2 separate regions of the Capra hircus genome follow, and region 1 is linked to region 2. A link is a contact called in public Hi-C data. All regions are on one chromosome and are shown on one strand. The core of a region is the stretch at or near the end of the contact, and the rest is flanking DNA. Distances in the headings are between cores, read along the strand shown. Region 1 overlaps ITCH (E3 ubiquitin-protein ligase Itchy homolog). Region 2 holds the start of ASIP (agouti-signaling protein).

Evidence for each region. Hi-C and Micro-C count contacts between places; a contact is called where the count stands out from the background.
Region 1: a Hi-C map of blood shows a contact between it and region 2, with 6 times the contacts expected there. The contact joins the enhancer-like site here to the promoter of ASIP in region 2. A contact is called at or near these places in 2 of 5 Hi-C or Micro-C datasets (blood and liver).

The regions. Positions count from the first base shown.
Region 1 is chr13:63,375,609-63,381,775 of ARS1.2, reverse strand. The region is part of intron 2 of ITCH (E3 ubiquitin-protein ligase Itchy homolog); the gene reads right to left. Among named protein-coding and RNA genes, the nearest start is that of ITCH, 16 kb to the right of the region's middle. Within about 2 kb of position 4,360, at least 2 of the 5 cell types and tissues checked have an H3K27ac peak or open chromatin away from gene starts, as enhancers often do.
Region 2 is chr13:63,227,373-63,233,461 of ARS1.2, reverse strand. ASIP (agouti-signaling protein) reads right to left here and starts at 4,753. Exons shown (of 4, transcript XM_018057736.1): 1 at 4,698-4,753.

The sequences.
Region 1 (6,167 bases), core at 3,111-5,610, 150 kb before region 2:
GTACAAGGGAGGTTTTTGGTGTGATGACATTGTTCTGTATCCTGATTGTGGTATTAGTTACAAGAATCAATAAATGTGTTAAAACTCATACAACTGTACACCCAAAAATATTCACTGGAAGGACTGATGTTGAAGCTGAAAGTCAATACTTTGGCCACCTGATATGAAGAACTGACTCATTGGAAAAGACCCTGATGCTGGGAAAGATTGAAGGCGGGAGGAGAAGGGGACGACAGAGGATGAGATGGTTGGATGGCATCACTGACTCAATGGACATGAGTTTGAGTAAACTAGGAGTTAGTGATGGACAGGGAGGCCTGGCGTGCTGCAGTCCATGGGATTGCAAAGAGTCAGACACGACTGAGTGACCGAACTGAACACCCAAAAAAAAGCCAATCACTGTATGATAATTTTTTTAAACACTTAAAACATTAATTAAAAATTTTAAAGACTACCACTGGGTTGAACAGTGTCTCCCCTCAAATTTATGTCCATGTGGAAACGAGAATTTGACTTTACTTGGTCTTAAAGGATCTTCACAAATACAATCAAATATAAATCACAAATATAATGGATCAAGCTAAAGATGAAGACACAAACTGGAGATATATATATACACAAGACAAGGAATGCGAGAAATCAGAGGCATAGAACAGATTATTCCTGAGAAGTTCCAACTTTAGTTATACCTTATTTTGGCCTTTTAGACTCCTGGAACATGGGGGGAAAATGAAGCTGTGCTGTTTTAAAACTGCCCAGTTTGTGGCAATTTATTACAGCAATCCTAAGAAACTAACATAGCCTATGATTTCAATTTATGGGACATTCTGGAAAAGGCAAAAACATTGGGACAGAAAAATGAGTGCTTCCTAAGGAATGGGGCTGGGGGACCAAAAAATGCTCTTAGTTTTTACAACAACAACAACAACAACAACAAACATCTGACAATAGATTTATGTATCTTGCGGAGTTCTCTCCAGGACTCATCTCCCTTTTAAGGATCTCTCTTCTACCTCTGTATCTCATTGCTAGATTAATCTATCTGTTTTAATGTCTCTTTCATTTTTAATCTACTCTTCTTTCACCTCCTCCAAAGATAATTTCTAAAGCCAATTTCAACTTTGCCTCCATTTACAGCTTTAAAATTCACAGAAATGGAAATAGGTGACTATGAATTTCCTATGGAAAACTGTGACGTTTCACATGATTTTTTAAAACACTTTCACAATCGAATACACTGTAGAGCCTATATCTTCACCTAGTAAACCACTGTGATTTGAGTCAATGAAGATAGCAATTTGAATATCTAGTACAATATTAAAATAATCCATTATTTATTAGTCTTGTCAGGTACAAAGAAACTTAAAACAGGGCCAATTCTTAATACTTTACCATTTATTTTGAGTAATGTTTACTATCACATTAGAAAAATGTGACTGAATGTCTAATGTAAAAAGGTGCTAAAACATTGCCAGCAATAAAAACTAACCTTAACAGCTCCATGAAAGGCAGTGGGGAAAAAAAAATGTGGAAAGACACACATTTCACAAGATTATTTCAGTAACATCTTATCCCATAAGTAACAAACAGAGAAACTCCATTTCTAGCCTTATTTTAAATATGTGTCCTATTTATACAAAAATCATTAAATAACCAGGGCATTATGAAATTTGCTTAGGTTCCTTTTCAGAAATAACACATCCAACATAATCAGTTATTTTTATAGGCCATGTCTAATTTATCTTACAAAACTTGATAATTTTATATAGGCCTGTAATTTCTTAAAAGAAGCCACCAAAAAGACATTTCAGAAAACACACAAAACCAGTAAGGAGAAAAACTGCTTGCTGAAGCATTAACTACAGACAGAGTTCAAAGAGCTAAAATACACAGTGGTATTCAGAGAACTAAAACCAAATGAAGCTAAACTCTCAGCCTTACTAAAATACAAAAGCATATGTGGTAACTAAATATTGAGTAGTCTCCCATGGATAGGGCCACTCAGCCATGCTCCCAAACCCCTACTCAAGTGAAAGAGCTACATATCAAAAGACCTGTTTTGAAAAATCTGTCCTCATTCACCAGCCACTACAATGCAGAATGGACTCCAGCCTCAACCCAGTTGGAAGTGGAAACATGGGGGTTTGAAGTAGTTCTGATGTGTGCAACCAGTAGCCACATTACCCAGCTGAGCTGAAAACTAATTCCTGTTCACTGGGGTCACAGCAGCAAAGACTGTAAGAGCAATGTTTAGATCTCATTCTCCACTAATGACAGCAAAGGAGCTAACTTTGGCTCATGGGTTGACAAAGATACTGACAGAGGGATTAAGAGTTCTTTGGGTTGGGGTAGAAAGTAAATGCGAATTCCCATAACTTAATTTCTCAACAAAAGGAGAGAAACTAACTCAGATCCATTCACAATGGGGAAAAGCTGCTTTCCTATTTATTGGAAAAAAATTACCTTAATAAGGAAGCAGGATGTAGACCATACCCTATCCCCCACAACAGTGACACTTTGGCTCTGAACATCGTGTAATGATCTCAGATAATCCAGAGTTCTTCCCCATCTTCCAGCCAAATAGGAATCCAGTGTGAATTCTAAAGCATAGGCGTAAAAAAGACAATTATCTTACTCAAAGAGAAACATGAAGTGAAGTCGCTCAGTTGTATCTGACTCTTTGCAACCCCATGGACTGTATGTAGCCCACCAGGCTCCTCCATCCATGGAATTTTCTAAGCAAGAGTACTGGAGTGGGTTGCCATTTCCTTCTCCAGAGTATCTTCCCAACCCAGGGATCAAACCCGGGTGTCCCGCATTGTGATCAGATGCTTTACCGTCTGAGCCACCAGGGAATCCCAAAGAGAAACATTAAGAAGGTACAATTTTCAAGGTTCAACAGTATAAAAGAGTTGAAGGAAACTGGCACCAGAACTGTAACTTTTAACATTCATTTGCTGGTTTGAACTTTGCACCTAGTATTACAGAAGGCAATTTCTCTCCCAGTTCTCCCAAACAGCTTTTGGATAAACATCTTAGTATTAACTATTATTATAAGCTGCGTCCTGGCTTTGATTATTTACTGCTAGAGTTTAAAGGATTTAACATGCCACAATAAATATAACTACTGTTGTACTACTCTAAATATTGCTCTCTTCGGCCAAAAGTCTTGTGCGAAACTATACAACTCGATTAAATATAAAGCTCAATTTCCTGGTGTCCAGGAACTCTTGTTTCTGACCATCTCTTAAAACCCATAAATTCTCCTCAAAATAAAGACTCTGGACAGCCACCATCCCATCCTTCCAACAAGCCTTTCTCAGATCATTTTTACACATTGTTTAAGAATTATCAGTCTTCCCTGGTAGTTCAGTGATTAAGAATCCACCTGCCAATACAAGGGACACAGATTTGATCCCTGTTCCAGAAAGATTCCACATGCCACTGAGCAACTACTGAAGCCCATGTGCCCAGAACCTGTGCTTCACAGCAAGACAAGCCACAGCAATGGGGAGTCTGCACACTGCAGCCGGGGAGTAGCTCCTGCTCACGGCAACTGGAGGAAGCCTGAGAGCAGAAACAAAGACACAGGGAAGCCAAAATAAACATTTCTTTAGAAAGAGAATTACTGAGGAAACCAGATGTCAATAATGAGTTAACAAGTAATGTCTATGTATACTACATAAACAAATTGATGCATTTATATCAAAAGAACTAAAAAGCATAGTTTTAAATATTGTATTAAAAATCCAGGGAAAAAAATCAGAATCATTTATTTCCAAGAGTTCTAAACACTGGGGGCAGAGTGAGTGAGTGAGTGAAGTTGCTCAGTTGTGCCCAACTCTTTGCGACCCCGCGGACTATAGCCTATCAGGCTCCTCCGTCCATGGGATTCTCCAGGCAAGAATATTGGAGTGGGTTGCCATTTGGGACAAATAACCATTTATCCATTAGGAAACAAATAGGATTATGAAAGCAGAGTCAATTTTACACTCCAGTTTGGGCCTGCAAATTTTCACCTTAGTATTCTATTCCAAGACTACCTCCTCTCAAAAAAATCTATAAACAATAAGTTCTGGAGACTCTGTGGAAAAAACGGAACGCTTTGCACTGTTGGTGGGAATGTAAACTGATACAGCCGCTATGAAGAACAGTATGGAGGTTCCTTAAACTAAAAATAGAGCTACCATATGACTCAGCAATCCCACTACTGGGTATATACCCTGAGAATACCATAATTCAAAAAGACACAAGTGCCCCAGTGTTCATTGCAGCACTATTTACAACAGCCAGAACACGGAAGCAATCTAACCCTCCATCGACAGACAGATGGATAAAGAAGATGTGGTACACAAATGTAGGGGATAGTAGCCATTAAAGAGGAACAAAACTGTGTCATTTGCAGTAATGTGGATCAACCTAGAGTCTGTCATACGGAGTGAAGTCAGAAAGAGAAAAATAAATATTGTACATTAACGTATATATGTGGGATCTAAGAAAATGGTACCCATGAACTTATATGCAGGGCAGGAATAGAGACCAGACGTGCAGCCATGGGGGAAGGGGAGGGTGGGACGAACGGAGCGAGCGGCACGGACAGCACACACGAGCATGCAGACAGCCAGTGGGGAGCTGTACAGCACAGGGAGCACCGTTTCACGCTCTGCGATGACCGCAGGGGTGAGACAGGGGGATGCGAAGGAGGCTCAGGAGGGAGAGGATGTATGTGTATATATAGCTAATTCACTTTGTTGTATAGCAGAAACTAACACAATATTGCAAAGCAATTATACTCCAATTAAAAAAAATTTACAAAGACTACCTCCTCTACTTTGAGTCCCAAAGGAACTGAATAAAACATCATTTCAAAGAAAGCAAAATACCGCACACATCTTATTTGTTCTTACAGATAAATGTATGGGAATCCAGCAAAGTTAAATGGAGTGCCCAATCAGGCAAAGATTTCTTAGCTGTGACACCAAAAGTACTGTCCACAAAAGATAAAATTGAGAAATTTAGCCTTATTAAAATTAGGAACTTCTACTCTTCAACTTCTACTCTTCATTGGAAAAGACCTTGATGCTGGGAGGGATTGGGGGCAGGAGGAGAAGGGGACGACAGAGGATGAGATGGCTGGATGGCATCACTGACTCGATGGACGTGAGTCTGAGTGAACTCTGGGAGTTGGTGATGGACAGGGAGGCCTGGCGTGCTGCGATTCATGGGGTCACAAAGAGTCGGACATGACTGAGCGACTGAACTGAACTGAACTCTTCAAAAGACACCATTAAGAAAATGAAAAAAGAAGCAAAAGGCTGGGAGAATATATCTCTAAGATGTAACACTTATCTGATAAAGGGCTTATACCCAGAATTCACAGAGAACTCTTAGAACTCAATAATAGACAAACAATCCAATCAAAATGAATGGTCCAAGGTCAGAACAGAAGATGCAGCCAAGAACTGAGATCTCTAGTCTTGCTCGATGTTAATTTCATGATTTAAAACCACAGTTCCATAACTGCTGCTGCTGCTGCTAAGTCGCTTCAGTCCTGTCCGACTCTATGTGACCCCAGAGACGGCAGCCCACCAGGCTCCTCCGTCCCTGGGATTCTCCAGGCAAGAACACTGGAGTGGGTTGCCATTTCCTTCTCCAATGCATGAAAGTGAAAAGTGAAAGTGAAGTCGCTCAGTTGTGTCCGACTCTTTGGGACCCCATAGACTGCAGCCTACCAGGCTCCTCCATCCATGGGATTTTCCAGGCAAGAGTACTGGAGTGGGGTGCGATTGCCTTCTCTGGTTCCATAACTGAGCCTCCCCCACAAAAAGAAAAGAACGACAGGGAAAGAAATGAAAAAAAAAAAAAAAAAAACTATGTCACTGCATACCTGAACTTACTCAGTTTGGTCCATTTCAAAAGTATTTATATATGGAGTCTAGGACCACTCTCAAATCCCTCTTGAACAACAACAGAAAAACCCCTAATAAATAGCACAAAAAAGAAATTCAAAATCATCACACAAAAATCAAGTAATCACTGAAATGATTAAAACAGACTTCTTCCTTTTCAGAATTACAAAAGGTAAAATATTTGTCTGGATACCTCAGAATGATTCATATTTTCTTAGGCAAGCAGTAGCAACAGCAAGTCCTGTAAGAGTGAAGTTT
Region 2 (6,089 bases), core at 3,504-6,003:
GGGAGGAAGGTGGGAGGGAGGTTCAAAAAGGAGGGAACATATGTATACCTATGGCTGATTCATGTTAACATTTGGTAGAAACCAACACAATTCTGTAAAGCAATTATCCTTCAATTAAAAAATAAATATTTTAAAAATTAAAAAAAAAAACATTGAATACATTGGGTTACAAGTTTTGCCTCATTAGCCATATTCACCTGACCTCTTGCCAACTGACTATCACTTCTTCAAGTATCTGGACAACTTTTTGCAGGGAAAAGGCTTCTACAACCAGCAGGAAGCAGAAAATGCTTTCTAAGAGTTTGTCGAACCCCAAAAGTTAGATTTTTTATGGTACAAGAATAAACTTTCTCATTGACAAAACTGTGTTACTTGTAATCATCCTGATTTTGATTAATAAAGATGTGTTTGAGCATAGTTATAATGATTTAAAATTCATGGTTCAAAACTGAAATTGCTTTCTCACCAACATAAATGGTTTCTACTGTACAGCAAATGGAAGCAGCCCTCCATATACATATATCCCCTCTTTTTTTGATTTCCTTCCTACTCAGGTCATCACAGAGCACTCAGTAGGGTTCTCTGAGTTATACAGTAGGTTCTCATTAGTTATCTATTTTATACATAGTCAAAATATATATCATATATATCAATCATATATACATCATATATATCAATCATATCTATATCATATATATCAATCATATATATATCATATATATCAATCCCAATCTCCCAATTCATCCTACTCCCCCTTCCTCCCCTTGTTGTACATGTGTTTGTTCTCCATGTCTGTGCCTCTATTTCTGTTTTGCAAATAAGATCATCTATACCATTTTTCTAATTCCACATATATGCATTAATATGTGATGTTTGGTTTTCTCTTTTTGACTTACTTCACTCTGTATGACAGTCTCTAGGTTTATCCATGTCTCTACAAATGACCCAATTTTGTTCCTTTTTAAGGGCTGAGTAATATTCCATTGTATATATGTCCTGCATCTACTTTATCCATTCCTCTGCTGATGGACATTTAGGTTGCTTAGAGCTTTTCTTAAGAAGCCAAATCACGTAGTGAGAAGATCATTAGGTCCTGCACATCCAAACTAGGTTGGTGGCCTGGGGATGTGGGAAGTAGTCAGTGATCTGAGTCAGGAGTACAGGTGCCAAGTTTCTGATCCTCTTCCAAGGGATAGTTCTAGGCGTTTCATTACAATCTCCTAACAAAATGGGGAGACCATTTTCTTTCTCATTTCTATCTCATGAGGTGTAAGTTACCAGCATGCTGCCTAATTTGTGGAGTTCTGTGCAAAATGCAAATGTGGAACCACTTGCTAAAAAGTTAAGAATTTCAAGGAACACCTTAAACTAAGCAAGCATGAGGCCCTAAGCAACTGCTCACATGAATACTCATGAAGCCATTTCTGGTTATAAGAATGAGAAAGCTGATACTAATAGTGTGACATGGTGGCTATAAAGAAGTTTCTGAGAAAAAAATAAAGTTTGTGGATTAGGGGAAACATTAAATTACACTCAATAGTTTCAGCAATTAGTTATATAAGGATAAGATTGCTTCTAGACATTCCCTGCAGCTGTCTGTGCTCCAGGCATGAGACATCTTAATGGAGCAGAGGCCAAAATGGACCTAGGTTCTAGGCCCGGCCCTGCCAGGAATTCACTGTGGGACTTCTAGAAAGTTACTTTCTCTCTATGGGCACTTTTTCTTCACCTGTACAAAAAAGGATATGAATTAGATGGTCAAGGTCTCTTCTAACTCTAACTGTAAGCATCTATGGAGGAGGCCCCTTTTGTCTTGTCACTTTAGCAAACCTATACTGTAACTAACCTTAAGCCAGGCACCACCACCACCATGCTCTACTCATCTCCTGCCCAAGCACACTTTTCACATCTTTTGATATCTTGCCTAATCTGTTGGTTCTTTCTGTAGATCAAAACACTGGAAATGAATAAGTAATTAACAGATGACCAGATCTCTTCCCTAGTCTTCCCTTCAGTAATCTCACAAACAAATTATATGAACAAGACATTATCTAAAGAAAGATGACAAGTAGTCAACAAGCCTGCACACAAGGAATATGGCAATAAGTGTGGTCCCCTATCTCAATGATTAACAGATTACATCCCCTTTTCCCTTAAAAAACTTCCATGGCCTAGCAGAATCTTCAGAGTTGGTTTTTGGGGACCTGAGTCCACCTTCTCCCTAGAAAGCTGGCTTTCTGATTAAAAGCAACATTTTCTATTTCTACCAACACTTGCCTCTCAAATAATTTTTGAGCAACAAGCAACCAGACCTGAGTTCAGTAACATAACCTGCTGTGATTCCATATGAGCAGCATCCCCTTCAGAGAGGCTGCAATACACTCTGTTGAATATTCCTTTTGATGGTAAGAATTTGCCCTCTGAAAATAAATCTGATTTCAGGAAGCAGACAATGATTTATAGCCACGTCTAGTAAGGATAGTAATATAGGGCCTAAATCAGGAGAATTTATAATTAAAAAATAATTTTCATTTTAAGCTGACACATTGGAAGGACTGATGCTGAAGCAGAAACTCCAATACTTTGGCCACCTGATGCGAAGAACTGACTCGTTGGAAAAGACCCTGATGCTAGGAAAGGTTGAAGGCAGGAGAAGGGGATGACAGAGGATGAGATGGTTCGATGGCATCACTGATTTAATGGACATGAGTTTGAGGCCTGGAGTGCAGCAGTCCATGGGGTTGCAAAGAGTCAGACACAACTGAGCAACTGAACTGAAGTTGACACAACCAGAATTAAGATAGCCTGTTAAGTGTTTTTACTAAAAATTGTAATTCTGAGAGGCCATAAATTCATTCTAATGCTGCAAGTTGCTTAAAATATCTTTAGAATTCTAGACATTCTAAAGGCAATTTAAAAGTTACATAAGAAAAAACACCATATAATTTAATAATCATAACTTTTATCTTGGAGTGGAAACCTGTTTCAAATAAGGACCAGATATTTTATCAAGACCCTTAAAGAAGTCTCCTTTTAAATTGGTCTTCTAAACGCATGTAAGAATTAAAGATTTTAAAATTAAAAAAAAAAATAAATTGGTCTTCTATTTTGAAAAACATATTTAGAAGAGTGTATAAAATATTAAACTCACTAGGTTTAGAATTAATGAGAAGAGGGAAATTCCCTGGTGGTCCAGTGGCTAGGACTCTGTGTTATCACTGATGAATGCAGGGGTTCAATCCCTGGTTGGGACACTAAAATCCCACAAGCTGCGTGGCATGGTGAAAAAAGAAAAAAAAAAAAAAAAAAAGAATTAATGAGAAGAAAATTAAACAGGTGGGGCTTTCCAGGTGGCGCTAGTGCTAAAGAACCCACCTGCCAATGCAGGAGACTCAGCAGACTTGGGTTTGATCCCTGGGTTGGGAAGATCCCCTGGAAGAAGACGTGGCAACCCACTCCAGTATTCTTGCCTGGAGAATCCCATGGACAGACAAACCTGGCAGACTGCAGTCCATAGGGTTGAAAAGAGTCAGACTCGACTGAAGTGACTTAGCATGCAGCACACGCAAAATAGTCAGAAAAGGAAAGTACAGAAGAGAAAGTGAAGTAGGGAGGAAAAGTTGAAGAAATATAAAAATTATGGGGATTGGAACAAGAGGGTAAGTGAAACTCTAACTTTATCTGTAATTTTTTTTGGAAGGATGGAGTCCTAAACACTAGACCTCCAGGGAGTTCCCTCTGTAATTTGTTTTAAAGAAAAAAGACTTGAAGCAAATATAGTAATAAATATGGATGACTCTGGGTGGAGGTTACGTGAAATTCTCCATGTTTAAAAATATTCTCACAATACTGAAAAAAAAAAGGAAGAGATAAATTGTGCTGTGGTCTGGTCTCTCTCTGTATATGGTAGATCACAGCCCTTTGAGACACTGATTAGATTCAGAGCTCTTAGGTCTTAGACTTTCTAAAGAGTGGGGCAATTATTTATAGCCAAGCCGAGATGTTGATTTTGTTTCTCTCTGAATGGGCTGTTTCTCTTTAAAAAGAATAAACCATGGCTCATCCAACTCACAAGACCAGGGTTGTGACTTAGTGTTGCCTATCCCTAAGAGGACTCCAACTTGCCCAGGTCGGGAGAGAAGAGAAGGAAGGAAAAGTTAGCACCATCAGCATCAGTGAGAATCAGTCATTGTCAGATATGGGTTTATGCTTGACCTCCAGCTTTTCTCTCTACAACCTTGGGTGAAAAATAGGGAGCAAGTTATGGGCAGAGTTGTGGACTTGTACCTTCTAATGTGAAAACAAGGGCTTCATTCCCCTTGTTTATTTTATGCTATTTCTTTCATTTTTGGCTACACCACATGGCTTGAGGGATTTTTAGTTTCCCGACCAGGGATTGAACCCAAGCCCTCGGGAGTGACAGCACAGATTCCTAACCACTGAATTGCCAGGGAATTCCCCCATTCACCTGTTTAGAATGTCATGGCCATTCATCATCTCCTCTGCAAATCCTATACTTCCCTTCGGAAGCCTGTTTAAGTCTTGCCTCCTCCAGGCCCGTTGCACTGGCCTCTTTCTGGGTTCTTGCCTTCAGCCAAGTAAGATGGCACCCTCTACTTGGGGACTGCCTGGACTGCCCTCTCTTAAGATTTCTATGGAAAGCCAGTCCCACCCTATGTTGCTCTGAATCCCTCTACCTGCAGATCCAGGCCTCAGGGTCCACAATCAATGGTGTCTCCAGTTAATGTTTTCCTTCAAACAACCTCTGTCAGCCAGTCTGAATTCCATGTGAAAACAGAGAGGGATAATTCACAAAACAGAATTTAAGCCACATTCTTCCTCAAAATATCTTCCCTTAACTAGTCAGATTCCATAGCATGTCTTATGGGCTATAAGGATCAAGTGCAAATGCTCTTGGTCATGGTTAAGTTGGTAGCAATTAGTACTACTGGATTAGTTTTCTACTTTCCTATCTAAGGGCAGACATCTGAAGAAAGGAAAGAAGAAGCAAAGAAAGAAGGGTTCGAGAGAGTTTGGGGGCACTGTGTTAGGAGGGTAGATTCTGCTGAGGGTGAGTGTGAGACCCTAAAAGAGAAAAAGAAAGTTATGAAAAGCACCTGGAGAGCCTTGGTCACAAATTTTGGCTCACTTCTCAAGACTGCCTCCTGTGAGTGAGTTTGAAGAAAGGTACTTTAGGGACTGAGCCCCACCTTCTGAGGGATCCTTTAAATCAGCCTCATCTAGACATGTGGGCAAAATATTAGAAAGACAAGGCCAACTGAGCATGAGGAATTCACTAACTTCTGAAGTTGTTTGCTCTTGTTCTCTGTCTTTGGTTAACCGAGTTACTAAAGCTAGAGTAGCTTTGATTAGCAATTCAGCAGATTCTGAACCTCTGGGACTATTGCCTGGACAACTGTAATTAACGTCCTGTCTTCATTCTTGTCCTGTTTCATCCATTTCCAAAATAGTAAAGAGATTTTTTTTTTTTGAGGGGTAGGGAGAGGGGGAATTAAAATCACATATCATCCCCTGCTTAAAGACTTTAATAGTTTCCCACTGCTCTTTAAATAAGATCACAAATTCTTATAAGGCCCTGTTGTTACTCACTCTGCCCTCATCTGATAGACTCTCCCACTCAATTACTAGGTTTTAGACATATTGTACTTCTTCTACTTTGGCCCTAATGTTCATTCCCTGGTCTTGAACTTGATTCTTTTAGTTCTTCACCTGGCTGGATCATTGGCAATCTTTGGATCTCTGTATAAATATTGTTTGTACAAATGGTGGCCCTCCTTTGACCACTCTATCTAAAAAGCGTCCTTCCTTGGTATTTATCTGTCTCATCATCCTATTTCTTTCATAGCACTTACCCACAATGTAACAATTAATAATTGTTAATAATAAATATTTATTTCGTATGGGCTTTCCTTTTCTTATAGAATTTAAACTTCCTGAGGGCAGGGACCTTGCTATCATATTCGTTTTGTTGCTCCCACTACCCAGCAGTACTTAGCACAAAGCAAGGCACTCAATAAATATTTGGTAAATGAATGAAGAGAAAAGAAAACCAGCAACAGAAAATCCTC